Regions from separate parts of the Zea mays genome. Here region 1 is linked to region 2. A link is a contact called in public Hi-C data. All regions are on one chromosome and are shown on one strand. Each heading gives the region's core, a stretch centred on a gene start, on an enhancer-like site or on the middle of the called end of the contact. The rest is flanking DNA. Distances are from core to core; before and after follow the strand shown. Region 1 holds the start of LOC103653171 (probable L-type lectin-domain containing receptor kinase S.5). Region 2 holds the start of LOC103653170 (F-box protein At5g39450).

Region 1 (2,766 bases), core at 38-2,537, 150 kb before region 2:
CGACGCCCACGGCGAGCCCGAGCGCCCGCCTCCTGCCACCGCCGTCGTCGCCGGACGGGAGCTTCTCCAGCGTCATGTTCCACGCCAGGACGCAGTTGAGCTGGTACTTGCGTCCGGTCGACGCGGCAAACCCGAAGTAGGACCACTCGGCCACGGCCGCCCCGAGGTCGAGCGGCGCGGCGAGGACCGGGCGCGGGGGCTTCGCGGTCCCCGCCACGGCCACGCGCACGGCGACGCGGCGCGCGGCGCCGTCGTAGTCGACCCAGACGTCGTACTTGGTGGCGGGGGCGGCGGGCGAGATCTGGACGCCGAGCGGCGTGAGCGAGGCGGTGGCGACGGAGACGACGCTGTGGACGTTGAGCCCGACGTGGTTGGCGTCCGGGTCATACGGCTGCTTCTCGGTGTCGAGCTCCACGGCGACGATCCGGTTGGCGGCGTCGCCGTCGGTGGACGCGTTGGTGAGGCCGAGGTAGCCGCCGGAGCTCCCCGCGGGGGGGCCCTCCGCGGACGGCGCGATCACGAACGCCAGCCCTTCCGCGGGCTCCGTGCCGTTGGGCCGGAACACGTTGACTGTGAAGACGGTGCTGAAGGACGCCACCCTCTTGCCCCCGGCGGTGGTGTTGGCCAGCTTGCTGCTGCTGCCGTGACGGCCACCGGCCTCCTCGCGGTGCCAGAGCCTGAACGGGGTGGCGTACAGCACACGGCCGGACTTGTGGGTGAGGTAGGTGGCGGCGTCGTTGAGCGAGTCCGGCGTGATCTGCAGCGCGCCCTGGTCGATGTTGGCGTCGCCCAGCACCGTCACGTTGGCGCCGCGGTCCGCGCTCACGAACCGGGAGAAGCTGAACCCGGTGGCGGCGGCATTGGTGGAGACGCAAGCGGCGGAGAGGACGAGCAGGTGTAGGAGGAAACGGGCACGGGCCATCAAGGACCGCGCGCGAGAGGGGGCGACCGGGCGAGACAAGCGCTGTTGGCGGCCGTGTGCAGTGCGGCGGCCTGCGGTCCGTCCAGCCGCCCTCCTTATTCCCAGATTCGCTTCGCTCGCCTACCTGTAAAAGATGACCCGTGTAAAAAAATAAAAAAATAAAAACTGGAGCTTTTGCAGTGCCAAAGCTGCTGCGTTCACCACGGCCAGTCGGCCACCAGTGTCTGCTGTCTGCTCCTGTCCTGCCCAGCTGCCCTCTCCTCTCCTAGCTTCTTGCAGCTGCGTTGACGCCATATGCTGCAACCAAGCTTGACCACATGAAGAAGAAGAAGAAATGTGTACGTAGGCGCATGTACGTATGCATGCTTGAGTTGGTCCGGGGCTCCCACCGGGCAGGTACCATCTGCATGCGATTGCAACGCAATGAAACTTCCAGTTCGTTCCTTGTCCTGGTACTTGCACGTACGTGGAAGCACGACCCGAAACGAAATATATTGGGTCGTGCCAGCACGACACGAATATAGAACTAGGCTGGGCTTTCATTTTCAGCTCATCATGCCACCTGGCCCGACACGAGTGATTGAGTCGTGTTCGGTCCGGCCCGACAGCGAAAAGTCATGTAAAAACGCGATAACGAAAATATATTGGCCTACATTGTATATATGTTGTCTTCAAGATGGCTTACTTGGTTGTGGTCCATGCCTGGACCGGCTTGACCCAAGATAAGAACGACATGCTTTAGTGTCGTGTCGGTCTTAGATTTTAAGTGTTTGGTCTAGCACGACTCGCCCCAAAAATATTAAAGGTCATGTCGGCCCGAAGACTTAAGGCCCAAGGCACGATGGGCTCATGTCGTGTTGGCCCGCACTGAATTATGATATATATGCTGCAATAATCTTCAAACAAGAGACAGAGACACGATTCTGTTGAGAACTACGTTACCACGGATCACCAGATCCGCTCCCTTCCCTTCCTTCAGCAGATTAGACGCAAGAAGTTGTAGAGAACCCGTCTCCCTTCCCATAAGTACGACAAATGAAACACACGAGACACATTATATAGGGCTGGGCCTCTGACCACTTTCTCATCTCTGTATTATGAGGTGGTGTACAAGTTCCTTATATAGAGATGTGAGACCCCTCAGGGGCAAAGCAGGTATTTGCCCACATAACCCTAACTAGGGTTACTTAACACTCCCCCTTGGGCGAATACCGCGACCAACACATGCCTCGTTAAAACTCCGAAAAACCCAGTGGGAAAAATGTGGAGAAAGAGTGCATGGTGATACAAATTGTATTTGCACTTTGTTGCCTCATTAAAAACCTAATGTGAGAAACTTCAAGAAAACTCACCAAGGGAAAAAGAGTACAACAACTATCATCGGGACAGATTTCGATCCTTTGGGATCTAGATTCTATCGAATCTTCTACAAGGGCTAACTTTAGAAATGTGCTCCCCCTGATCCTTGCAAAACCATATCAATAAGGCAAAACATCTTCTTCTAGAAGTATATGCACATAAAGATTTAGCAAATGGATTCCATATCCTTGCAAGGACTATTTCAGGAACTTTACCTCTACTCACTTCTAGAATATACGAGGTAAGTGCACGTATCAATATAAATAAGCCACTTTGACTGATGGTGTTCGATCGACTAGATCTATATATTTGATAGAAAGTTCCATAAAGGTTCACATATTGATCATCAAGCTCACGCCTTCAGGGCATAGAATATGACATTTATTGTCTCACGGTTGTGATCAATATAAGCATTCGCTCCCCATGACGATGACATCTGTCAAAGTCGTTATCCCTCATATCTCAAGCATATTCTTCAAGATATA
Region 2 (2,807 bases), core at 262-2,761:
ATTTGACGAGAAGGAAGCCAAACAAAGGAAATAGGCGTACTCCGCTATGGATTGCTTCATTGCTACTTTTAGAACAAGGAATGGCATGATCCGTAATTCCCTTTCCTAATTTGATCCATCGTCACTTAACCAGTTAACCTCAAGCAAGCAAGTTTCAGACCATGGAGTCAAATCCAACAGTGTGATGGCATCTAATGACCTTTTGACGACTAACGAAGCATACATAGCAGCGTAGCTAGATCCAAGCACGCATAAGAACAATATAGAGATTTCATTCCATCAACCACGACGGGAGGGGGCGGAGCGCGGGCGCGTATACCTTCCAGTCGACGGCGTGGAAGAAGCCAACGAAGGAGTCGACGGCGGGCGCGAAGCCGGTGCGCACTTCGGAGGAGACGCGACCGAAGAGGTCGGCAACCACGTCGGCGTGCTCGTTGAGGGCCGAGCGCACCTCCTCCACCGCGCGGCCGAGCACCGACGACCCCGGCGCCGCAGCCTCGTGGCCCATTTCCCTCCCTCCCTCGCTCTAGATCTCTCTCCTCTGCAGTCAGCGGAACTCGGGATCGATCTGCATCTGCTCAGAAAAATGCAAATGAATCGGCTCTCCCTTCCCTTACTGGGCTTCATGAAAATGGGTTAGGCCAAAGCCAACCGAGGCCCGTTTAAAGATGGGCTGGCCCCGTATTTTCTCTCGGAAAAGTGCTGTCCCACCGTTTTCAATTCTCCAAAAAAATGATGCCTTTTCCTGAAAAAAAACTTTTGCATTGGTCTAATTTCCTGAGTAATTTTAGACTCTTCATTTTATTCTATTTTAGTTCCTAAATTATCAAATACGAAAATTAAAATAGAGTTTTAATTTTTATATTTAATAATTTAGCGAATAAAATATAGGGACTTAAAATTAGTCATTAGAATACATGCCTCAGTTCTCAAAAGCACTTGAGCTTTTTGAGAGCAACGATACCGAAGAAAATTGAAGAAACTAAAATCATCTTACTATTAAATTTTGAAACCAATGATTTGAGGGTCTAAAATCATCTTCTATTAAATTTTAAATAGCAAGATAAATTTTGCCCCGGCAATCCATCCAATATTCTTGCTCTTAAATAAGCCTTAAGATACCTTCCTATCCAGTAGTTAAAAGTGAAAATTTAACTAGTTGCCGTCACAATAATAAGATAATAAGATGAATGGCAAATGCATTGTCATTTCGTGAGAATGATGAACCCTTCTAAAACTAAAATTTAAGCATTTGAATTCTAGCAAGGCAGTTTGTGAAAGCAAAATTTTCAAACTTGGGAGTAAACGGTTCTTATTCTTGCATAAGTGGTTTATAATAAACGATTATCCAAAAAGTGGAAGGAAAGCAGCAGGTCCAATTCTAATTTCTAAAGTTAGGGGGTTATTGATAGCAGCTTCAGTGGTGCGTGTGCGTTCGGTCTGATAGTAGTGGACACGAGACTGATGCCGTCCGGATTAATATTTTTTTATTTATAAACCTCCCCGACCACGACGACGACGCCGAGGAGGAATTATTATCGTGGTGGGCGAGGAGGAAGAAGAAATCTGAGGGAGGGAACAGAGCAGCTCCCCACCCACCCACCCCAAATCCCCACGATGCTCGCCGTCGCCAGGGACGGCGCCGACCTCATCCTCTCCCTCCCGGAGGACGTGCTGGCGCTCATCTCGGCGCACCTCCGACCCCGCGACCTCCTCGCGCTGTCCGCCGCGTCCCGCCGCCTCCGCCGCGCGCTCTCGGCCGACAAGGCGTGGCTGGCGCAGTGCCGCCGCCTGCTGCCCTCGCAGCCGCACCTGCTCGCGTGGCGCGCCGCCGCCGCGGGCTCCTCCCTCGCCGTCTGCCGCTTCCTCCACTCCGCCGCGCCGCTGCTCGGCCTCTGGGCGCACCAGAACCCCGAGCTCGGCAACCTCGTCGCTGCTGTCCCGGGCTTCCTCTCCGTCGTCGCCGCCCGCGCCATACCGCAGGAGCTCTCCCCGCGCCTCCGCTGGGCGCCCGTCTTCGAGCTCCTTGCCGACGCCCACGGCCGCCCCGCGCTCCTCTTCCTCCACGGCCACCACCACGCCCACCTCTTCCCAGGCCTGCTCGCCTCCCTGCAGCCCCACGCCAACGTCATCTTTCTCGAGGCGCACATCGCCAGGGATCCGTTCGCTTCCTCCTCCTCCTCCAGCCCACACCGCTTCGCCCGCCTCTCCTTCGGCGACCGCCGCCGCCTGCTCGACTCCCTCGTCGCCGCCTGTCGGGTCACGCTGCCGCCCGACCTCGTCGACGCCCCGCTCTTCGCGTGCTCCGAGGACGACCTCCCGCTGCTCGCCGCGCGCCGGGAGGCCATGCTGCGCCTGCACAGGGAGTCCGCGGGGGGCATGGTGCGCACGCCGGAGGTCCAGGGCCTCCTTCTGGAAGCCAGGAAGAAGGCGACAACGACGACCACGACCGACGGTGGGCACAGGATTCCCCTGCGGAGGAGCCTCTCTGCCGTGGCGGGGTATTTCAGGAACGGCCTGCGCCAGATGGTCACACGGTCAGTGTCTGCAAATTCCAGGGCCGACAATGTGGACGCCAAACATCTCTCCTTGTCTGACTTCCTACACGACGGGGAGAGTGTCGGGCTGAGCCTCCGCGGCGCAAGAATGCGGCTGTCCACTTACCGTGCGTGGCCGAGCATGCATGACAACCGGTTCGCGCTCTACAAGCTCAGGGTGCAGGCGCCCATGCCGGGAAGGGAGTACGCCGGTCTGTGGGGAGGCACATTCGGGTGGCCACCGGGGCGGCCAGACGATGGATGCAAGCC

What was found. A called contact is a pair of places that touch in the nucleus more often than the background predicts.
Region 1: a Hi-C map of tassel shows a contact between it and region 2, with 7 times the contacts expected there. The contact joins the promoter of LOC103653171 here to the promoter of LOC103653170 in region 2. A contact is called at or near these places in 3 of 25 Hi-C or Micro-C datasets (ear, leaf and tassel).

What each region holds. Positions count from the first base shown.
Region 1 is chr4:42,606,992-42,609,757 of Zm-B73-REFERENCE-NAM-5.0, reverse strand. LOC103653171 (probable L-type lectin-domain containing receptor kinase S.5) reads right to left here and starts at 1,287. Exons shown (of 2, transcript XM_008680133.4): 1 at 1-1,287. The coding sequence starts at 922.
Region 2 is chr4:42,456,946-42,459,752 of Zm-B73-REFERENCE-NAM-5.0, reverse strand. LOC103653170 (F-box protein At5g39450) reads left to right here and starts at 1,511. Exons shown (of 2, transcript XM_008680132.4): 1 at 1,511-2,807. The coding sequence starts at 1,618. It overlaps LOC100283849, which reads right to left and starts at 634. Exons shown (of 4, transcript NM_001156747.1): 1 at 320-634. The coding sequence starts at 508.